Regions from separate parts of the Mus musculus genome. Here regions 2, 3 and 4 are each linked to region 1. A link is a contact called in public HiChIP or PLAC-seq and promoter capture Hi-C data. All regions are on one chromosome and are shown on one strand. Each heading gives the region's core, a stretch centred on a gene start, on an enhancer-like site or on the middle of the called end of the contact. The rest is flanking DNA. Distances are from core to core; before and after follow the strand shown.

Region 1 (5,765 bases), core at 2,025-4,524:
CCTTTTTATTACATAGTAGCATAGTATTACACTGTGTGTGTCCCATAATCTAATCATCCATTGTGAGTTATTTAAGATGATCCTAATTTCCTACTACTATAAACTACATTCTGATTACCCTCCTCACACATAAATCCATATTACCTCCTATGACGACTTAGGTAGCTAAAAATAGAATATTAAGCAGATAAACTTTAAATTTTAAAAATATGCTCATTGCCAAATAAGCCATTAAAGGTTCTTCCTGTTTGCATTCTACCAGAAGCACCTCTCCATATTCTAACTAAAGATTAACCAATTAGCAAGGGAAAAAATGGTGTCCTAGGAGATTTTTCTAGTTCACAGTCCACTTCTAGCTAGAATTAGATTCTTTCTATCATTTCCTATTGTTTACAGAATTATATGAAATTATATATCTGAGAGCATAATATTCAAATTATTGCAGGCATACTGTTACCATAACAAAATGTCATCTACCATGGTTGCCATCAAATGATAAAATAGCTCACATTCGTTATCTGTTACAGGAGGATCCCAATTCAATGTCAAAACATGGTATAGAAGTGTGTTGGAATACTGACTGAAATAATTTTTTTCATTTTTTAGTTATAAAGTCAGACTGTGTTACATGATTAAAACACTAGGTTTAAAGGGATAAAGAGCTGACACCTGTAAAAACGTCCAAAAATATACAAAATTCCTAGATTCTCAAACTTCTGTGAAGCTATTATATTATTTTAATGATTTTTAAGAAGCACAAAATATTTGTGATAAGATTTATTATCATGGTGTTGTTATATCTGCACTTGTCAAAGCCCATGGACCCATACACATCAAAGAGTAAATGCTACTTCATGCAACTTTAAAAATACCAAGATATAGGAGAAACAAGACTGCATTACCATGGGCAAGAAAGCAAGTAGAGAAGAGGACATGGTAGTTTTGCTGATCACTGTAAGGTTGAAGGTGAGAACAGCTGTGCTGTGTGTTTCTCTGGGTTGTATATTTCAGACATCCTGGAATGAATTTCTGCATATACCAGGACTGAACAGATAGGGAAAGGTTTCCCAGGAAATGAGTCAGTTCTCACTGTTAGAGAACAAGCAGGAGCCAATACTAGGATGATCCTGGTCGTGTAAAAAGACAGAGGTACCAGTCTGCACTTTGATTTCTTCACAATCTATAAATACAGAGATAAACGTTCATCTTGCATACATGGATGTATATATGCATGTACTGCTGTCTTTGGTGAGGCTCTGAGTGTAATGGCACCCTAGTAGCAGTGAGCACCCCTAGACCACAGGTGTTAGTGTCTAATACCATTCTGAAAGACAGAGAGAGGGCAGCAAGCTGCAGGTGAGCGAAGGAGACCAGGAGTCCTTAGAGACGCGGTTGATTCCAGAACTGGTGCAGAAGTCACAGAGGTACAGAAAATAATAAGGACAACACAAAACCTTCTAATGGCCAAAGTGAGAACAATTTGATATATTAAGTACATAATAACAGCAAAATAATCATATGAGATTTTGTTTTTTTTTTTTATTTTTCCAAGACAGGCTTTCTCTGTGTAGCCTTGGCTGTCCTGGAACTCACTCTGTAGACCAGGCTGGCCTTGAACTCAGAGAACCACCTGCCTCTGCCTTCTGAGTGCTGGGATTAAAGGCGTGGGTCATCAGTACCCAGCAATCATAGGAGTTTATGTTGACACAAAATAGTGAATACAGATAAAGAAACCAGATGGAAAGTGCCTCCTTAGAGCAGAAGTCAATAAAGGAGGGAAATTGAGGGCTGTTACAGTATCAAAGTAATAAATAGTACTTGGGGAATAACTGGACTACTAATTGCTATAGAGAATCTCCCAGATACCAAATTTAACTAAGTCATCTGATTGTGTCAACACACAAGCAGTAGGTCCCATCTGGAAGGTCCATGGAGGCATAAACTGAAAAGGGTACTTATACCTTGTGGTATTCTTAACAGAAATGCAACACAATCTAGTCCCAACTAACTATAGACAAACTCCTACTTGAAAGGCATTACCAACATTCCTGACTCTTCAAAGCACACAAAGTCATGATACTGCTACAGATTGGAAAAGGTAATGTCGCCAGGCCCATCAAGAGTAAGGCTGCTTACTAGATACCATTGTAGAATACAGAAGGGACTCTAATAAAAAGAATGGAATCCCAAGAGACCCAGTTAACCAGATAGTAATCTCTTGCTCTCTGTGACTGTATTAAGGATGGTATGTAAAATACTAACACAAGGGCGCTGTAGTGTTCTGTACTATGTGTACGAGTTTTCTTTCTCTCTTTTTTGTTTTTCTAAGACAGGGTTTCTCTGTGTAGGGCTGTCCTGGAATTCAGTCTGTAGACTAAGCTAGCCTTGAAGTCAAGAGATCCTCCTGCCTCTGCCTCCTAATGCTGGGATTAAAGGCATGGGCCACCAAGGCCTCCAGCAACTTCTGCAACTTTTCAATAATTGCAAATGACTCCAAATTTTTTTGTCTGGTGTTTGTGCATGTATAATAATTGCTGTTTCATGGATGAAAGAACGTGTAGAAGACAGGCCTGCAGTCATTTTCCAAGCACACACATTTGCAGTGAGAGGTGTCAAGTGCTTTTTATAAACTTAATCTCTTGGTACTTGCAACTAAGATGATATGGGTACCATGATACTAGGGTTCCACAAGAAGAAAAAGTACCCAAAGGTGAAGTAAATTACTCAAGAGTTATTTAAAAGCGAAAGAGCCCCTTTCCAGGAAAAAGGTCCCAAACTGCTGATAACACTATCTCCCAAGGAAATGCGTCCCCTTGGGCATGTGGGTGGTACAAGGAGAGTAAGTGCTGGCTCGGTCCCCGCAGCTGCGGCCTCTCCGCGTCCTGCTTGGGCACCGGTGTCGCGTCGTCCCTCACGGAGTCACCAGGACGCACCCAGGCCACACCAACGACCCCAGCGGCGCGGCTGGCCCGGCGACCCAGGGCCCGAAGCAGCTCTTCACAGCGACCCGGGAGGGCATAGCGCAGTGGGGCCTCGGCCTCCCCGCTCCCGCAGGGACAGCTACTCCAAAACTGAAAACAGAGAGGCTTGGCCACTTCTGGTCGCGGCCCCGGCGCTCACACTGACCCGAGGCCGGGCTTGGTGACCGGCGCCTCTCCCTTGCGTCCACAGCCCGGCCCGCGGTGACACATCGCAGCCCAGCGACCCCGTGGCGGCAGCCCGGCAGCCCCTTACCTCCCGCCTAGGCGCTCGAGGCCGTCGATACACACTGCGCAGACGCGAGAGGGGCGGGGCGTCTCCAGGGGCGGGATATGTGGCCCCGCCCCCTACCCGGCCAGTGGGCGTGGAGGTAATATAGTGTGCCAACCACTGGATGAACAATTCCAAGTGTTTTATGGGTCGTCTTGTGTACTGTATCTAAGACAATTTACACTTGGATAACCTTCTACATGTTACAGTTTTCCTGCACATTGTGTTCCTTGAATTTTGTTGGCGAGGACGGCCTTGTGCCCCTAGCTCTTTAGGTGTGTAAAAACTGAAGCTCGGAACCCAGTGCCATCCTTCCCCGCCCCGCCCCGCCCCGCCTCCCAGAGCCCCTGAGTGACTGGCTAGGAGTATCTGAATAGCCACAGGCACAAATGAAAGAAGGCATAAACTTTTTTGTCCAGAGCCTGCTGCAGTGCTTTGGGCGTCTGTCCTTATTAAAATGATACCTGGTCACTTTGAGGCTCAGCACAGATAGGAAGTGACTCACTCCAGTTCAGCCCGTTTGTGACAGCGCTGTACTCACAGCTGGTTTTCCTAATTTCTTCTCAAGTAGTTCCAGTTGGACCAGCTGCTGCTAGAACAAGCTTTGAAGTGTGTGCAGGTCATTGATTCTCCTCTCTGAATGTTCTGACCTCAAGACCTAGCCAACTAAAATATATATATGACTATTCAGGTCTTTGCTTGAAATGGATCTTCTGATGATGAAGTTTTCAACAGTCTTAAGAACATTTCCTGTTAGCTGTAAGGAAACTCAGTTCTTAGGATCTGCAGGTAGAAAGGAAGTAGAGGGGGAATTTTAGCCCACAGATTAGGGGCTTAAGAAAGTCTTGAAAGGCAATTTTTAAAATAAAGCTCATTATTAATTAAGCTATTTGAATTTTCTTTGGGGTATACTGGATGTTAGTGTTTATGGTACCCTTAGTTCATAGATTGAGGCATATCTATCAAATTTTCATCCCAAGGAGAAAAATAAAGGTATTAGGTAATGCCATAGGATGGATGGTAAAATGCCAAAGTCAGTTAAACAAGCAATAGGGAATCATTTAATTGGTAAAGTGCCTGCTTCACAATGAAGACCTGAGTTTGGACACCCAGCACCCACATACAAAACCAAGCTCTGTGGTATATGTTTATGATCCTAATACTATCTAAATAGACAAAAGGATCCATGAGCTTGCTGCCCAGCTGGTCTTGTTGAATTGGTAACCTCCAGGCTCACTGAGAGATGATGTGTGTTCTCTCTCTCTCTCTCTCTCTCTCTCTCTCTCTCTCACACACACACACACACACACACACACCGAATCCATTAAACAAGACCTTTTGAAGTAAAGATAACTAGTGTTAAGTTTTGAAAAAGTACAACAGGGAGCTGTGGCACTCTGGAATTGACTTTGGCCTTCCAGGTGGTTGTATGATGTTTGCTGTAACTTAGGTGTGTCATGTAGAGAGATAATGATATTTAATCTAACAGTTTGGCTAGCCTCACTTACAATCTACAATACTTAATTGAATCTTTCAATATTTAGACATAAGGGGTGTGACCATTCTCTGTGCTCTTGCCTTAAGCCATAAAGTTATTAGGATAATAAGATCTGCTGCCACGAGACAAAGTTTTCTTGATATCTTAACTTAACCCAGTAGATCCAAAGAAAACAAAACAGTAAGGAGAATACATCTTGGAAAAAACAAAAACAAAAAAGAAATTATTACCTGGTAACATGATTGCTTTCATGGAGAGCCTGTAGATATGAATTCAAACAACTTCAAGGTGGTTAAAGAGATGGCTCTTCTAAATGATAATCACAAGGTTAGAAATGTAGCAGGAAAGTGAACACTGAGAAAAATGTGTGATTGTATCTATGAGAAGGTAGAGGAGCTATAAAAAGAGTGGAGTAGCCCCAGAAAGGTTGGGTTTGGGGAGGAGAGGCTTAAAAGGAGTGTCAAGTATCAACAATCTCAAAGACAAAAAACGCAGGATTACCTCATTAGATGCAGAAAAGGCCATTGACAAAATTCATCACCCCTTCATGGTAAAAGTCCTGGAGAGATCGGGGATGCAAGAGACATACCTCAATAAAATGAAGGGAGTTTACAGCAAGCCCATAGCCAGGATCAACTTAAATGGACAGAAACTCAAAGCATTTCTACTAAAATCAGGAACAAGTCCAGATTTTCCACTATCTCCACACCTACTCAATAAAGTCTTAGCTAGTGCAATAAGGCAAATGAAGAAGAGCAAGGGGATACAAGTTGGAATGGAAGAGGTCTAAATATCTTTGCAGATGATATGGTAGTCTGCATAAGTGACCCTGAAAATTCCACCAGGAAATTCCTATAACTGATAAACATTCTTAGCAAAGTAACAGGATACAAAATCAAGTCACAAAATTCAGTAGAGCCTTTCAATATATAAATGACAGATGGACCGAAGAAAAATCAGTGAAACAAAACCTTTCACAACGGTCTCAATAATGTAAATATCTTGGAGTAACTCTAAC
Region 2 (5,765 bases), core at 2,416-4,915, 870 kb after region 1:
CCTTCCTGGGCATCCTCAGCCTACCTCTGGAATCCACCCACCTAGCTATCCATCTCTGCTCAGTGCTATATATCTCAGGCTTAGTTTGCATACTCCTGGTCCTGGGGAGTACATCACCTCTGCAGACGGCCCTCCTATTTCCTCTGCTAGCCAAGCTCCAGCTTCTACTTTTTTTTTTTTTTTTTACATTTTTATAGTGATTTAATGCAGTGACTGTATTAACCTGTGTGTAGCACTGAAAGGTGAAAATCAGATTGGAGAATGACAGGCTTTTCAGTGTCGACAATAATAGATTATTATTCAAGATTTGTTGATATATGTCTTTTTTTTGTTTTTTTTTGTGTTTTTTTTATTAGGTATTTTCCTCGTTTACATTTTCAATGCTATCCCAAAGGCCCCCCCATACCCACCCCCCCAATCCCCTACCCACCCACTGCCCCTTTTTGGCCCTGGCTTTCCCCTGTACTGGGGCATATAAAGTTTGCAAGTCCAATGGGCCTCTCTTTGCAGTGATGACCGACTAGGCCATCTTTTGATACATATGCAGAAGACAAGAGCTCCTGGGTACTGGTTAGTTCATATTGTTGTTCCACCTATAGGGTTGCAGTTCCCTTTAGCTCCTTGGGTAATTTCTCTAGCTCCTCCATTATCCAGCTTCTATTAAAGCTGAGACTTGGTAGAAATGGACTCTGGTTCCTGGTTTTCTCCTGCTGTGACACATACTATGTCTTTAAAGAAGAAAGCGGAAGAAGAGAGGAAAGGGAACTTTGAACTCCTCTGTGTAACAGTCAGGTGGCCTTGGGGAATTCTGTCACTAGCCTGTGTGGATACAAGAGCAGAACACAGCAGAGCAGAAGGCTGCCTTCCCGTGTGTTACAGACAGGAGGAGCTTGGAGCTGCCCTCTGCCTTCACGAATCCACTCAGCAAATTAGTCCAGCACCCACCACTTGAGAGAGGCAAAGCAGACCCGGGAAGCCAGGTCTATTGGACCTGATCCCCACCGGGCTCATGACGTGCTAGGGAGCCAGGCCTGCACTACACATGGAGCCTGTTTACCAAGTCCATTATGAAGAAGTCTTCTAAGGATAAGGCCAGCAGCCTTCACAGCCCATGTTAGGCTAACTCTGAAGGACAAATGAATGAAGGGACAGGGGTGGGGAGAGTCTCTCTGCAGTGAGGAGGAGTGTGGGAAGACTGCAGAGCAAGAAGGAACTGAGAGGAGCTTGAAGTAGGAGGCCGTGGCTTGGGTCTGGCACACAGAAGCCCCAAGGTGCAGCCAAGAAGGGCAGGGACCAGACCCTACTTGGCGTCTCAGAGGAGCTGGGTCAGTAGGTCAAGGTCAGAGGATCTGGGTCAGTAGGTCGAGGTCAGAAAAGCCTCAAAGAAGAGGGGCAACACCCAGCCAGGCTCTGTGAGAGACTACAGAGTGTGAGTGAATAACTGTCTGTCTGGGGAAGATTACTCAGGCAGGATCCACACCAGTCAATTACAGGTTTACGTAGAAAAGTCAAAAGGACTCCGTTCTCATCGGATATCAGACAGAAGGAAGAGGGAAGGTAACTTCATGTGAAGCAGCTGGAATGAGACTATCTCCATTCACATGAGGCGGGAACCCAGGAGTGGCATGAGGAGGCAAGTTTGAATCTAATGGGTAGAGAGCTTCTATGGGGACATCACAGAGACAGATGGGTCCACTGTCCAGTTGGGATGCCTATATTCAGCCTTCTCTACACTGCAGACAGTATGACCTTGACCTCACCCTGCTCTGCCTGCCTGTCTGCACCCTACCAACCCACAGCAACAGCATCATCTCTTCCCCTCACATGTAGGGCATACCCCTGGCCCCTGGCCTCTGCTGGTGGGGACAAAAGGCTCTGCATACAGTCCTAGGACTCCCCTCTACTCTTCTAACCACACAGGTTACCTGCCTCTTTTCTCAGACTCTGCTAGACTACAGGGGCTGAGCCGTATACTTAGAAGTCCTGGCAAGTTCCACCTCTGAACTAGCATTGGTCAGAGAGGTGTCCCCCTCTGCCCCAGTTTGTTGAGTGTAAGACACACACTGCAAGAAGGCTATTCCAGCTCGCCTTACTCCTTACCAGAGTGGCCTCTTCTCTTGGCTTCAGGGTTGGCCCTCCAGTGGGCGAGCTGTCAGCCTCTGTGTCCCCATCAGTGCTGGTGGGCACCTCACCATCCCCTGATGCTGTTGTTGTTAGATTTTCTGGATCCTGGATGGAAAGATATCCCGAAGGTCCAGACTAGTGGACCACCACTTTGACCCATGCCTGTGGCTTTAGGGGACAGATAGCCAAGGCCTCTCTTGTACCTGTGTCCTGTGCCCGCTCACTTTCAAAGGACAGGCACATCTAACTGCCCTTAGTCTCTGACCTCACCACCCCCAACTGCCAACCACCAAATCACCTGATTGCTTCCTGCCTCCTGCTCCCCTGGCTGAGAACCTCCACATTTCAAATTGCCCTCTCCATTGCCACTCAGAAACACGCTGACAAAATCAATGGATGCTTTCCAGACCCTTGCTCACTGGAACTTTTAAAAAGATCTGACATGTCCATGGCCACCCATGTTCACCTGGACCTGGATTCAGCCTGGACCTGTGCCCCTGTACCCAGGCCAGACTCCTCTGTCCTTTCTCCATTTAGGCCAAAGCAGTTGTTCTAGAATCCTAATCCTATGAAGATCTCTCCACCCTCTCCTTTCAATGGCTGCAACTTCACTATAGGTTGTCAGGCTGCCCAGCAGAAGCCTTCATGTACTGGGCCTCTCCAGATCCATCTTCTCAGCTTTAGGTGACATCAGGATGTCCCCCCCATTCCCCTGCAGACCCCAAAGGCACCCTGTACTTCATCAGTTCTTGTGTGGCCTCTGGGTCTTTGCTCCTCTAACCCTCACCTATAACATCTACCTATGCCATTGGCCTGGATACTTCCCTCAGACTCTCAGGTTCACCTTCTACCTTTCTGAACCCCTTTTCTATACTCACAAGTTGTTTTGGGGACTTCTATGTCCCTTAATCATTGTGTCTTGGGAACTCAGCCTATCCTATTGACCATCAGTCCTGGCTAGCAGGACCAGTGCCTGGTGTGGCACAATGCTCTACAAGCCTCTCCCAGTGAGTGAATGCCCTGCAGCCAGTTGCTCGTGCCCACCTGGATTCGCCCCATAGTATTGCTACTCTGCATTGTGTAGACAGGAGGCTAGTGCCTGCTTCTACCAGGAACAAGCCCTAGCAGGGGAAGTATGCTTAAGCTACTCACCGGAGTGTCCACTTCCCTGATGCTCTGGGTAAACATGGCCAGGGTGGGGCTCCCAGTGGGCATACTGCCATTCTCTGCTTCCAGGACAGTGGTGACAGGCACACTGGCCTCCCCAGTTGCTGTTGCTGATAACCCCTGAAAACAGGACATGGTGAGAGACCCTGCTGTTGGTCCCTTAGCTCTGATCAACAAGCCTATGGCTGGAGAGAACTGAGTACCTGGGTCTTCCACCTACATACACCCTGCCAGCTGACATCCCTGCAGCTCCCTGACCTTAGGAACCTCCACATTTGTGACTTCACCACAGAAGTCTCAGACCAGTCCCAGACTTGCAAAATCCAGGGGACAGAGGACATCTCCGAGACATTGATGTCTCACATTTCATGCCAACGTCTGTTTACACACTGGGTGACCATAGGTCACTGATTCCTGAGTCAGCTGGCTCCAGCTCTGGACACTGTTTAGACACACAGACCTCCTGTGACCACTCCTGTACATCTATCCAGACATAAGTATAATGACATTGCTCTTGTGGTTTCAGCTATGTGCAGGCAGGACTCTGTCCCCAGTGCACGCCAGTGCTAACCTGCCTTTCTCTCTTTCTCTGTCATTTAGTTTCCTCTGGGAAAAGAAAAGATGTCTACAAGGTCTCAGAACAAATGGGGAAATGGAACAGCTGTAGCTGCCGGTGTCATAAAATGCCACATATTTGCCAGGAACGATGGTGCACACATTTAACCCCTGCACACAGGAGATAGAGACAGGCAAATTTCTGTGAGGTTGAAGACAGTAGCCTGGTCTATATAGTGGTTTACATAGGATGTGGGGATGGCATGTTATTTTTGTTTTCTAGGGTTTCATGTGGGGTGAATTAGGTCTGAGTGCACATGTGTATATGGTCATGTTCATGTATGTATGAGCGCATGGGAGTCTTCACCCATGGCTCTCCGCCTTATTTTTGAGACAGCGTCTCTTGCTAACTCTGGAGCTTACCAGTTCTAGGAGGCTGAATGGCTACCAAGCGTCTAGGATCCTTTTACCTGACTCCCTGGCACTCATACTGGGGTAACAGACCCGTCACTGCCACCAGCTCTTTCATGGGCTGAGTATCCACACTCAGGCCTTCATGCGTGAGTGTACACAAATCATGTGTGTGTGTACACAAATGCTGGAGTTGAGAAGATGGTGCTCTGCCCCTATCAGATCAAGCCATTTCTCAAACTGGCTTTGTAAAGATGAAAGACAATTGCTAAGGAGGGCGTGGGCAAGCCTGCAGTTGACCCTGTCCTGTCCTGCGGTCTTCATAAGGATCCCATACATCATGAGCATGCTACATTTGTATTTATCGCCAATCATGGGTGAAGACAAGCTGGGGTGGTTTCTCCTCCACCCTCGCTGGTGTGTCCCTGGAGCTTGACCACTGTGCTCTTTCCATACCACAGGACATCAGTCCTGGTGACATTCAACTAAGACCTCTCCATGAACACCCCCCCCCCGTTAGGCTATCGAATAAAGTTTACCACTCATTCACTCACCTGACCATCAGTGACGTTCAACAAGGCTCCATCCCCTGAACCATCATCAGTACCAGGGTCCCCATCCATCGCATGGACCTCCAGCGTATCATTCAGGATCTCACCAGACCCTACAGGGAGCAGAAATTGTGATGTCAATAACTATGCTTTGCAGTCTCGGAAGAGAACACGGCAACTTTGTACATAGTAACTTGGGAAGATGTCAATGACTCCGAGATAGAGGACCAGGAGGGAAGAGGCAGCCTAGAGAACGGGACAAGGACCTAGGGCCTGGTGGCTTCCATCATGCGTGCTGGCACCTCTTGCTGCCTGAAATCATGCTTTGCCATGCCCCAGAATGTGACGTGGGGCAGATACTTAACCTGTGTCCCAAGTTCCTCCATCTATGAGTGGGGATCATGATTCCTACCTCGGAGGGTAGAAACTATTCTGATGACTCTGTATTATCCGACCGAGATGATTTGAGGAAAGTGTACTGGACAGTGCCAGGCACATAGCAAGTCACTCACAAATACTCATTAGCATTGGAGTTCTATACTCACGGAAGAGAAAGGTGACTACCTATGCGTGCACGTGTTTTCTATCATTCTGTGTGATTATTCTATTACATATGTATGCTATGTAGTAAATATTACCTAGCACACATATTGTTTGTGTAGGTGTTTAAATAATTATGTGCATATACCGCTAAATCACAGTGCTGAATGTTGGCTTCTTCCAGATTACAGGAGTGGAAAGAGAAGAGATTATCATTTCGTCGTCGGTCTCACCGCTGTTCCTACAACCCTATGAAGACTGAATACACATTTGTGGAGAGGGCTCTGAATGGCTATTCGCTGTGCCACCAACCTCCTGCCAGACCAGATTTCCTCATTCTCAGCTTCCTTGATAACACTCCAAGGCAGGTATCTTGCTCTAATCACAACTTTAAAATAGTAATAATAATTATTATTA
Region 3 (5,765 bases), core at 2,326-4,825, 830 kb after region 1:
AGCACCAGGGAACTACAACCACATGGGTCCCAGTTCCACTGATGCTGGGAAGCTTCTGAGACTAAATGCATAGCACTGAAGGTTCCAACTGAGGCTGCAGCCATCCGTGAAGGAGAAGCTAGGGAGTAGGGCAACCATAAGTGTTCCCCTAAGATGCAGTAGTAACACTCAGACATGTTTATAGAATCCCACCTCTCACCAGGACAAGCACATCCAAAAAGTTCTGCTCCTGCCCCTCCTCCCAGGGGAGCCTCGAAGATCTATGACAGCAAACCCAGCTCCCCTTCCCACCCAAGGCCTACCACCAGCAGCTAATACAAATTATAATATATGTCATAATATGAATTATAAATAAGCCAAAGGCAATCATGCCTTTAATTCCAGGTGTCAAGTGGCAGAGGCAGGTGGATCTCTGTTAGTTTCAGGCTACCAAGAGCTATATAGAAAGATCTCTTCTCAAATGACAACAACGCCCCATAAAACTTAGGTTTGCCCTAGCACCAAAAAGAAAGGGGCCTTGCACCAAGTCAGAACATGATCTGGATTTGACGACCAAAATGACAAAAAATACAGAAGACACCATTAGGGACACCAGGTGACACAGCCAAGCTGCAGGGGATTGCAGATAAAGACTTTCCCTTATTTATGCTGTATTTCAATTCTGTGACCAAAAGCCAGACATTGTGTGACAAAGTATGGAGGTCAAAGAGGATTACAGGCCTGTCCCTCTTTGGTGTGTTCTTCACACACACACACACACACACACACACATACACACACACACACACACACACACACACACACACACACACACACACACACACTCAGAGAGAGAGAGAGAGAGAGAGAGAGAGAGAGAGAGAGAGAGAGAGGTTGAACAAGGTTTCTCACAAGCTCTACCAGGAGGTTAGGACCAGGCAGGTTCCAATGGATTAATGTAAGACAGATGCTGACATTGAACTTATGATCCTCTTGGCTCAGCCTCTTGAGTAGTGGGGTTATAACTATGCATCACTGTGTCTTGCCTTGCCCTCTCCTCACAGCACTGTGGACCAAACCTAAGGACTCACACATGCTAGGGGAGTGCTCTGCCACAGAGCTACACTCTGGCCTAGGGTCCTGCCTTTCAAACATGCTTCCCTGAGACGTTTCCATGGACACACTAGGCAAGGGTCTTCTAAGTACTCATGGTGTTTTCTTGGAATAGCTCTCTCTCTCTCTCTCTCTCTCTCCCTCTCTCTCTCTCTCTCTCTCTCTGTATGAGTGTATATGCGTGTATGTGTATGTGTCTGTGTGAGTATATACAGGTGCAATACCCATGCATGCAAATGTATGTGAAGACTAGAGGATGCCCTTGGCTGTCATTCCCCCAATGTTGTCCACCAAGCCCAGTTATTGTTTATGATGATGATGATGATGATGATGGATGTGGGTTCTGGGGATTGAACGCAGAAACTCAGGCCTTGCCTTCTTCAGCTGAGACATCCTTCCTGTCCTATAATTAGTTTTCCTGTCACTTGAACTATTTTAAGGACTAAGGAGGCAGGAACATCAAGGGACAGCACCAAGCAGGCGTCCATGACTGTCTTCTGAACAGATCAGCAAAGGAATGAACAGAGGGAGCGCTTCCCGCTACCCGGGATGCACCAGGTCCATGAGGAAAGCAGACAGAGGTATGTCCCACAGCTCAGCTGCCACCCCTCCCCCATGCCCCGTTAGCCCCTCCTGACCACCTCATCCATGGCCAGCACTAGGTCAGGAATGTCCCTGAGAAACCATGAAGAAAAGAGTGTGTACCGTGGAAAGTGACAAGCTCTGGGTCGCCAGGGTGAGCGGTACCAACCTGGGGAGAGAGAAAGGCCCAGTCAGACATGGGAAGCCCTGCCCCAGCATTTGTCCTGGGGACAAATCGCAGAGGATGAAATGACACTGGCCAGGCTTCTATTTGGCTTTGGAATACTCCTCAGTACCCTCAACACAGACTTCTCAGGCCTTCATTTGGGAAACCCATGATGTAGCTGGCCTCGAGCACACAGCATTGAGATTTCTGGCCAAAAATCTAAGCAGAAGGGAAACACAAGGCTTCCAGACTGCATTCGTGAGTGCAGCCAATGCTGAGTGTCTTGGCCTCCTTTCTTATCAATTAGGATTGGCTCACATGTGAGGCCAAGTGTCCAAGCCAGCTCTGAGCAAGTTCTGAAGCTGGGCCAATCGTCTGCTTTGCTACTGAGTGTAATCAGAGACAGGCATAAGGCACAGGTCAGGCAGCAGTGGCAGTGACAAATAGCAGGGTTGTCATTAGATTGGAGGGGCTTTTATGGACTCTTCATTAGGTGACAGGGGTCTGGAATCCAAGCAGTTCTGGATAACACTGTTCAACTGTCTTAGCTTCATTCCTTGTTACTGTGATTGGAAACCCTAGCGAAAGCAACTTGTGGGAGAAAGGGTTTATTTGGTTTACAACTCCAGGTTACAGTCCATCACTGCTGTGAAGTCAAGGCAGCACTGCATGGAAGCAGTTAGTCACATTAAATCCACAGTCAAGAGCAGAGAGCAATGAATTAATGTATGCACGTGAATGTCAGCTCACTTTCTCCACTCTTAGGCAGCTTAGAATCTCTTGCCTAGGGTATGGTGTCTAGTATAGTGGGCAGGTTTTCCTGTCTTGGCTTAGGTAATCTAGATAATTCCAGGCCAACCTGATCTAGACAACTCCTTATTGAGACTCTTTTCTCGGCCAATTTGATTTGTTCTATGTTGACAATTAAAGGTAACCATCTCACTCTGCCTCCATCTTTCCCCAGAAGATGCTCCACCTAGATCTGGGATCTTTCTGTGCTTGTAAGTGGGGATTGCAAGCTGCTTAGGGGTCATCATGAAAAGATATTGGGAAGAGGAAGGAACCTTCCAGAAAGAAAATCTAAGGACGACCTTTACAAGTGGTTAAGCAAGGTGGTAGGAGTATATAAACTGTCATGATGTTAAACTGATGAAACTGGAAGATGCTTGCGAAGTGCTGGGTGTGTTTCTGTTTGATAATGTCTACTTTGAGGGCCTCGTAGGAAACACCCATGCCTCCAAACGCTACGGTGTCCCAGTATGCCACAGGAAATTAAAACAAGACAAAACACGTTGAGCCTGGCATTGAGTTTAAGTCACTCCATAACTGCCCCACCATCCCCCGAGTGTAGATACCACACAGGGTTCCACTACAGGTTGTACAACTGCAGTATCATTCCCACAACAGTCTAAAGTTTGTGGTCTTCTGTCTCATACTTGGTGTGTTGGGATTGTTTGTGGGAGGTAGTAAGGAGGTGGGGCTCTGTGTTGAGAGGAGGGACCTTGAGCTCTGGGAAACAGTGGGACCTAGGCAGCCTCTGCCCTTGTATGAGGAGATGCAGTGTTTTCTTGGGGTATCTCCAGAAGCTGCACTTGCAGCAGATGCCTCGCTACAGTTATCTGGATAAACACGCCCTTGGTGCTGCTGTTGGGCTCACTTGGAGCTTCAGCCCTGTCCCCTGGGGGATCCCGCGCTCTGCCTTCCAGGCTAGCATGCTTGGACCGTGGGCTGCCCACATGGACGCCTCAAAGGTCAGATTTGGACATAGGCCTAGGCCAATACACAGCCAGCCGGCCTGCATCAGTTAGAGGCATCAGCGACCAGCAGCATTCCCATTCCCACGGGAATCAGTATAAGCCCACTTCAAAGAATATTTTGAAATGATCATCTGCAAACTCCAGAAAGCAGAGACCACGTCTGTCTAGGTCATTCCTGTGTTCCCCCCGGGGCCTAGCAAGAGTCCTTGGCACTGGGGAGAGCTCAGTAAATATTTACTGAAAGAATGAGAGAATGATTGCGCACAGATCCATGACTCATGCCTTGTCCCCGTGTTTCCTCACAGAAATAAATGTCTCCCTATGATACTGGCAAAATCCTACAGACGGTACTGCCAACTGCCTGGGGGAGGGGGAGGCTGGGCAAGGATCACAGTGCCTGCACCTGCTTCCTGGTCACCAGGAGATCTGAGCTGTGGTCCCAGCTGCCCCATGCTCCGTGACCTTGGGCTAACCAAAGAGCTTCTGTGGGTAGCTGTCTTCCCATGATAACTGGGAGAGATAACGCTTGCCTCTTGGGTAACTCAATCTTTGAGGAGGATGGAACTGAGTAGTTACAAATTTTAACCCCCAGTTCCCAGCTCAGAGGCCACGAGTTCCGGTCACTTCTTTTAGTTAAGAAGGAGTCTATTTTGCAATTTTATGCTTCTTCCGCCCCTGAGGCCAAATGTTTGTTTTACTAATAGACGACTCACTGTTAAAATAAGCCAGTGTGTGGTATTTCATTACCAGGGTCTATTATCTAGAAACTTCTAGATCTTTAAGGGCCTATATGTAGATAGATGATATCAGAGAGTAGACATACAGGAATGGAAAAGTGCCCAAGGCAAGATGGATCCGTTTCCTAAAACAGGCACTGGTACTTAGCCTGCTGCATGAAGACATGAGAGTTACTTACTGGTGTTTTGCAGTGTGGCCGGGCAGGTATTGGAAAAACAGCCTGTGGAAAGAGAATATGAGGGGTGAAGGCATCAGGAAACCTAGCACCAGCTGAGGCCAATCTGGTGCTCACTGCAGGGTCCCCAGGAAAGCTTCTCCCAACCCCATCCTAACTTACGCCTTTGATGTTAACCACAGCTCCAGGGGGCCCTGGGGGCCCTGGGGGTCCAGGTAGGCCAGGTGGACCCTGAAGGAAGAAAAGAAAAGCCGCTGCTGTGTTTAAGGATGTGGGAGGCAGCTACAGCATTTGCTACACACTCTGAGCTGGAAGCTGGGAGGGAGTAGCTTCCAGAGCACTCCCTCATCTGGGGCATACTGAAAAGGGTTGGTAAAGCATGCGGGAGACAGCTGGACAGCTATGCCGTCCTGGCTGACACCCACAAATAATGAGGCCCAGAGAAGGGATACAACCTGCTCAGAGCCACACAGCAGCTCACAGAGAACTGAAATTGGAACCCAGATTCTGGTTCCCGGAGCAATGCTCCGTTAAGATCTGCATTCCTGGGCCGTGTGTGGGAGCAAGGAGGGGGGACACAGGATGCATAGAACCCCTTTTCTTTCCTTCTCCTTTCTGTCTGGTGTCTGCATTGGGGAGACTGACACTCTTCAGCATGGGAATGGTCTAGGTGGGACACAGGACCCTCCTGAGAGTGAGATGGGGGGGAGCGGGGCTGAGTGTGTGCACCTCTGGAAGCAATGGAGGAAGAAAGAAAGCTTCCCTGAGCACACATTCTGCAGGCCCCACTCATTGAACTTCGAGGTACTGGACACTCTAACAGGATCTCGTCTGCACTGCAGCCCCAGGGCATGAGGTGCAGAAGTAGCCATGGTACTCACAGGCAGCGTGACCCCTCGATCTCCTTTGGCACCCTTGAGGCCATTCAGTCCTGGGCGACCCTGAGATACACACAAGATGCCTTAGTGAGCTCTTGCTGTGGGTCAGCTTTGCCACCACATGCCCCATCTTTTAGTCTGGGGAACACTGATACCTACAGGTCGTCCTGGGAGGCCAAACTCTCCTTTGTGTCCTGGTGGTCCTTTGGGTCCCTAGAAGCAAAACAAGCACCAGGCTAGCAAATGCCCGAAACTCAGAGTCCAGAGATAGGGGAGTGCTGGGACTGCTCTTGTAGGGAGAGCAGCAGGGACAGGATGAAGGGACATTGGCAATGGCCCTGGAGTACCCGCCTGCCCGGTTCCTGGTCTCCTGCCTC
Region 4 (5,765 bases), core at 1,518-4,017, 720 kb after region 1:
AGGCTAGCTTAAGATACAAATCTCTTCCTTCTGCCTGTGTCTGTAAATAACATGTCCTATTTGCTATAATACCAAATATACTCTTATCTCTCACTGTCTAAAAATCTTGAAGTCCTAAGTCCTAGCCAGGATACCTAAGCCTAAGAGGCAGTGTTTTGAGCACACACTGACAAGTTCTCAGCCTAATACAAAACCAAAAGTAAAAACAAACAATCTAAAAAGTCCTTTTAGACACCTCCCTATACAGACATACATAAAATAACACGTGACTGGGATCATATCAAATGCAAGCAAAATATTAAGTATCTAAACTGGTTTTCAAATTAATGATGTTGACTAAATCCCATGAAATGCTGAAATGGCAGTTCCATGCCATCTGTCTTCTGATCATGGCTTATGAAAGACACACAGAGAACAGCTGTGCCTGTTACAAATACTCTAATGTACACCACCCTCACGGACTATTTAGGAACCACAAATTTGGAACTGGAAGTCTTCTCACCAAAACAGTATGAAAAATGAAAGAGAAAAGGCACTAAGTTCTGAAGTAAGTAAGTTTCTCTCTCTCTCTCTTTCTCCTTCTTTCTGTTTTTCTGAGACACAGTTTCTCTGTGTAGCCCTGGCTGTCCTGTTGCTCTGTAGACCAGGCTGGCCTAAACTCCAAGATCTGTCTACCTCTGCCTCGTGCACCACCACTGCCCAGCTCTGAAATTTGCTATAGTTACAGGTCCTACAGACCACTACTGAGGCTCACTCAGCCGGTCATGAGTTCTCCAAGTCCCCAGCAACCCAGAAACTATAAATACAATTCAGATTGACTAAAGTTGCTGGCTTTTTCCAAGTTCAAAGTTTTGAAGAAATATTGTGACGCAATTTTTAAACACAGTAAGATTTTAAGTCCAACATCTCAGCTTGCCAGTCATATGAAGTAGGTCACATTACTAAACCTTAATAGTGTGTTTTTCTCTTCTGAGTTAATAGTAATGACATCTATCTACAGAGGTTCTTTTGAGGATAAATGACTGAAACAAACATTTATGAAAGTGGATTAGGCACTTCAGTAAGTACCTGGAACACAGGCCTCTTAAGCTTCTTGCAAGCCAATGGACTACACAGATCCAGACACACAAAGGGGCAGTTAAAACATAATGTGAGAACACAATTACAGCAAATGACTCAAAGAGTCACTCACTATGCTGCACCAGGAAGGTGTAAGGGTCCCGAGGATCAGAAAAGGGTTCCTTGAGGTATACAAGGATGTTAAGGACACAGTATGTTAAGGGATGTATGTTTTAGGACAGCATACACAAATGTTCTATGGAAGAAAGACAACAGAAAATATGGCTATGGTACAGAAACAGGAAGGATTTAGACTACTATTGGTTATTATTATTCTTACAATTAACCTAATTAATGATAATACTTTCTGGAAGGGCTGTCTATCAATAGGCTTGTTTTTAAGTTAAGTAACTAGGCTTCCGAGTAGCAAAGACCCTAAAAGCTTGTGAACAATCTAATAAAGGACCAAGTTTGAGCTTCAGAAGAGATACAGATGTGAAAATCTTGGGGGGGGGGGAGGGTTGGTAACATTAACCATTATTAAAGACCATTTATTCCTAAGTTTACCTTTTAGTGCCTACTCTGTGGTTTGGAGCAATATCAATTGTATCTGTGGCAGAATCATGTCTCACAGCAAGTCCCAAGTCTGCAATACAACAGGTTCCATTTTTCTTCACCAAGATATTCTTTGATTTCAAATCTCTATGGGCAATAGCTGGTTTTCCTAGAAAACCAAAAGTTAGAAATGACTGCTAAACAAGAGATACCATTCACAATTCACTTTGAGGTCCAAAAGCCTCACTAGTCCCAGTGTGAAAGCACTTGAGCTACATCACCTATAACAAGTAGACTACTACTAAACTCAGCAAACCACTGTGTCGAAAGGGAAGAAATCGTTTAAATCTTCAGAAAACATAAATCTAAGAACTAAAAATAAAAAATCAAGGTGAAAAAGTTGTTGGTTTGTTGATCTCTAAGTAAACTTTCAGATTTCTTATATTTTCATTGGAAAAAACATTCAAATTTTAAAAAGCTACATATCTCCAGTTAGGTTTCACGATCTGAATATATATTATACACACAGGAACATAAGCTTAAATAACAGAACTATAGAAAGTGTTACCTTGGGTACCAACAATCTCCATGTGAAGATGGGCAAGACCACTTGCTGTGGACAGAGCAAGCTTGATCATTCCTTCCACAGTAACAGTGTATCTATTCAAGTAATCGAAAAGGGATCCATGCTCATGATAATCTGACACCAACCACAGCTGCGTCCATGTCCCATTGTCTGCACGTCAGAACACATACATTTCAGTCAGGCTGCTCAAAACTTGCAGCTCACTCGAGCTGTCAGTACTTTTCACTATCGCTCTTGAACACACACCTGCAACATGACGCCACCTTAACTTTGCATGAATTCCTTCCATATTTTCTTATAGTTTTTCTATACTTTTATGTGCATATATTTCAGATCCTCAGAGTATACCCCCTATTTGTGAGATAAAGCAATGATAAATAACTCCATTTAAGAGAAAAGGAATCATATTCCAACAGTGTTCATTTCCTCAACCTACAGAGATAGTAGCAGAGCTGGGACTCCTTAGTGCCTAAGGCATCTGGGCTGGATTAGTTCACACTCAGTGTTGCTCTGGAGGAAGAAGGGCAGCAGCAAGTGAAGATAAGAAACTTCTGGGGAGCCAAGTATGACCTCAATAGCATGTGACAAAACTGAAGTAAGCTTTGGTGAGAACTGACAAGCTTCAGTGACAGACTGTACAGTTCTCAAAGATGCCAGACAAGATGATCATAATTTCAATGCTGCTCTCTCAGAAAAACCTCTGATGCTAAAACAGGAACTAAAGTGTTGAAAGAGAAGGCTAAAGAGACTAGGACTGAACCTCACTGTACAAGGTGATTTGGAACCTAAACAACTTGAAATGTGGGTGCTAAGAGTTCCTTGGTAAACTGATACATGCATCTGAAATGTAACATTAAGGTTGGCAGGCTCCTAGGCTACACTGGTTCAGTAAATGCAATTTAACTTTGAAGTAGATGGGAAAACAAGAAACAACACAATTCAATAAAATATACACCCTAAGTCATGTACTGGCTAGTTTTATGTCAGCCTGACACATGCTAGAGTCATTAGGAAGCAAGGAAACTCAACAAAGAAAATGTCCCCACTAAAGTGGTCTATGGACATGCCTGGGGTGTACTTTTTTGATTAATAAACCATGGGGAGTACTCATTGTGGGAAATGCCACCTCTACACTGGTGGTCCTGGGTGCTAAAATAAAGCAACCTGAGCCAGCCAGAGGGAGTCGGGGGTGGGGGGAGCAATAAAAATTGTCCATTCATGGTCTCTGCTTTAGTTCCTGCCTCCAATTCCTGCTTTGACTTCCTTTGAAATGAACTATGACTGAGAATGTAAGCTGAAATAAATGTTTATGTCTCCAACTTGCTTTTAGTCATAGTGTTTTACCCCAGTAATAGAAAAACATAACTAAAACAAGTTATACTGACCCAGGCAGGAACCCAGGGTCTGTGTGTTATTGATTACATGGACTCAGACATATTTTTGAATGGGCCTATGTTTCTTCTTTTATACAAGAACAACTTACTTTGAAGACTCTTAAGATATTTAAAGAGAATACAGAACTATATTTCTTTTTAAAGTAGGTAATACAATGTTTGCCATATGAAAATTTAAAATGTGATGTTCCCTACAGCTACAGACAAAAGGGAAAAAAAAGGAAATATAAATGAGATCTATATTTTGTTGGCATGTACCTTTAATCCCAACACTTGGGAGACAGAGGCAGGAGGCCAGTCTATTCTAGAGTGAGTTACAGAACATCCAGAGCTACATAGAGAAACCCTATCTTGGGAGAAAAGCAAAAACCCAAAACCAAAACCTAACAAAAAAACGGGGGTGGGGGTTGGGGGAGAGGAGGGTGTCAAAAATAATAGGGCTTCATACTCTGGGAAGAGTCCTTTCTTTCTTTTTAATTTTATGTTCAAGTATTTTGCCTGCATGTATGGCAAAATTACCACTTGTGTGTCTGGTGTTCAGGGAGGCCAGAAAAGAGCAATATATCCCCTGGAATTGAAGTTACATAGAGACTGTTGAAAGCCACCATGCAGGTGCTTAGAGTTGAACCTGGGCTCTCTAGAACATTGAGTGTTTTTAGTCATTGAGTCTTCTCTTTAGCCCCATGCAAAGTATTTCTTGTTCTGCCAAAAGAACTCAAGAGATGGAACTCCAGTTGCACAACCAGTTAGCGCACAGTCCTTATACATCAGTGCTAGGCATAAGAACAAGAGATTAGTGATTCTAGGGGTTGGTTTTCTTTTGTTTTTTTGGCTTGTTTATGTTTGTTGTAGTTTTTTTCTTTTCTTTTCTCAACTGTTCTTCATGCATCTCTAAAGTTCTTTTCTTGGTATGTGTACACCACTAGCTCACATTCTTATCTGTAAACCATAACTGTGTTCTGAAAGATTCAAAAGCACAACAGCTAGAGAACACGACAGGAAAGGGAGATTTCCTGAAGTATCTAAGAAGAGAGGAAGAAGGAAGAGATTGCTCATACAGAGAGAGCTGCATAACGGACTTAAATGATGACTCAGCATTTAAGAACCAATACTGGCCATAAGGAGAGCAGAGTTCAGTTCCTAGAACACGTATCAGGCTCACAACTGCCTACAATACCAGCCCAGGAGAACCTATACGTCTGGCCTCTTTGGGCACCAGTACTCAATCACACATACCTGCATGCAGATATACTCACATACCTATAGTTAACAATCTATCTATCTATCTATCTATCTATCTATCTATCTATCTATCTATCTATCTATCTACCTACCTACCTACCTACCTACCTACCTATCTATTTTTGTTTAAGGCTGGCCTAGGCAAAGGTAACCAAATCAAGAGGATGAAGATGAAGAAAAAGAGAAGTGGGATGGAAAGCCTAGGTTCTGCCTGGTACACCTAATAAAGAAAACAGTAGTAAGGTCAGTTAGTTCCCATTGTGACCACCAGATGACAGCATCCACTTGACTGCAGTTTGAACAAATGGCACTTCAGGGCACAACAGGTTCAGTGGTTTGCACTTGTGGGTTGTAACTTGAAACATGCCTAATAGAAGCCTGAAAGAGGTTTAAAATTCAAATGCAAATGAGTCACCACCATTGTAGAATTTGAAATCACAAATCTGGGTAAGCCCTTTTAGTGAACAATTACTATTGTAGAATCAGAGCTTTCTTACACATCAATCAGAATAAGAATAAGAAAATAAGAAAATAGTAGGAAATAAGAGTAGGCTAGTATAGCGGCACACTGAAACCTCACCACTGGGACATGGAGTGAGGAAGATCATGAGCTCAATGCCAGTTGTGGCCATCGAGAGATTGAGAGAGATTGAGAGAGAGAGAGAGAGAGAGAGAGAGAGAGAGAGAGAGAAAGAGAAACAATATACTAAGAAAAAATGTTATTTCAACAGTTGGAAGAGGGAGAGATACCTAGTGTCAAAACAGAAGAAAGTAAGAGCCAAGGAGACAGACTGTGATTACTACTTTGCTTGTTTTTAAATTAGATACTGAATTGTTAGGAGCCACTGATAATCACTACCTACCACCCATTACTGTTCCTCCCACAATCACACATAAGAGTCCTAATGAGACAGCTTAAGTTCACAACA

Evidence for each region. Promoter capture Hi-C pulls out the DNA fragments that hold promoters and counts their contacts. HiChIP or PLAC-seq counts read pairs in DNA pulled down with a chosen protein or histone mark.
Region 2: a contact with region 1 is called in an H3K27ac HiChIP or PLAC-seq map of microglia, with 5 times the contacts expected there. The contact joins the enhancer-like site here to the promoter of Stx17 in region 1. A contact is called at or near these places in 4 of 39 promoter capture datasets (hippocampal neurons, liver and neutrophils), 1 of 115 datasets of contacts at active chromatin or transcription factors (microglia) and 1 of 9 other capture datasets (embryonic stem cells).
Region 3: a promoter capture Hi-C map of liver shows a contact between it and region 1, with 2.8 times the contacts expected there. The contact joins the enhancer-like site here to the promoter of Stx17 in region 1. A contact is called at or near these places in 9 of 39 promoter capture datasets (embryonic stem cells, hematopoietic stem and progenitor cells, hippocampal neurons and 5 more).
Region 4: a contact with region 1 is called in a promoter capture Hi-C map of the HPC-7 cell line, with 5 times the contacts expected there. The contact joins the enhancer-like site here to the promoter of Stx17 in region 1. A contact is called at or near these places in 17 of 39 promoter capture datasets (the 3T3-L1 cell line, 3T3-L1-derived adipocytes, the C10 cell line and 9 more), 2 of 115 datasets of contacts at active chromatin or transcription factors (large pre-B cells and stem cell-derived neural progenitor cells) and 1 of 9 other capture datasets (adipose tissue).

Annotation. Positions count from the first base shown.
Region 1 is chr4:48,122,428-48,128,192 of GRCm38.p6, reverse strand. Stx17 (syntaxin 17) reads right to left here and starts at 3,274. Exons shown (of 8, transcript NM_026343.2): 1 at 3,235-3,274.
Region 2 is chr4:47,256,316-47,262,080 of GRCm38.p6, reverse strand. It overlaps Col15a1 (collagen, type XV, alpha 1), which reads right to left. Exons shown (of 40, transcript NM_009928.3): 7 at 4,812-4,921; 8 at 3,277-3,411; 9 at 2,101-2,229. Gm52734 (a long non-coding RNA gene) reads left to right here. Exons shown (of 2, transcript XR_003955399.1): 2 at 1-318. Among named protein-coding and RNA genes, the nearest start is that of Gm52733, 7.1 kb to the right of the region's middle. Within about 2 kb of position 3,665, at least 18 of the 459 cell types and tissues checked have an H3K27ac peak or open chromatin away from gene starts, as enhancers often do. A contact at or near this core is called in liver and microglia, where this site is marked.
Region 3 is chr4:47,292,156-47,297,920 of GRCm38.p6, reverse strand. It overlaps Col15a1 (collagen, type XV, alpha 1), which reads right to left. Exons shown (of 40, transcript NM_009928.3): 25 at 5,548-5,601; 26 at 5,392-5,451; 27 at 4,673-4,741; 28 at 4,514-4,555; 29 at 1,798-1,843. It overlaps Gm52732 (a long non-coding RNA gene), which reads left to right. Exons shown (of 3, transcript XR_003955396.1): 3 at 1,533-4,165. Among named protein-coding and RNA genes, the nearest start is that of Gm52732, 8.1 kb to the left of the region's middle. Within about 2 kb of position 3,575, at least 146 of the 459 cell types and tissues checked have an H3K27ac peak or open chromatin away from gene starts, as enhancers often do. A contact at or near this core is called in hematopoietic stem and progenitor cells, hippocampal neurons, liver and 1 more, where this site is marked.
Region 4 is chr4:47,399,388-47,405,152 of GRCm38.p6, reverse strand. It overlaps Tgfbr1 (transforming growth factor, beta receptor I), which reads right to left. Exons shown (of 9, transcript NM_009370.3): 5 at 2,183-2,350; 6 at 1,627-1,783. Among named protein-coding and RNA genes, the nearest start is that of Gm32435, 28 kb to the right of the region's middle. Within about 2 kb of position 2,767, at least 11 of the 459 cell types and tissues checked have an H3K27ac peak or open chromatin away from gene starts, as enhancers often do. A contact at or near this core is called in the HPC-7 cell line, where this site is marked.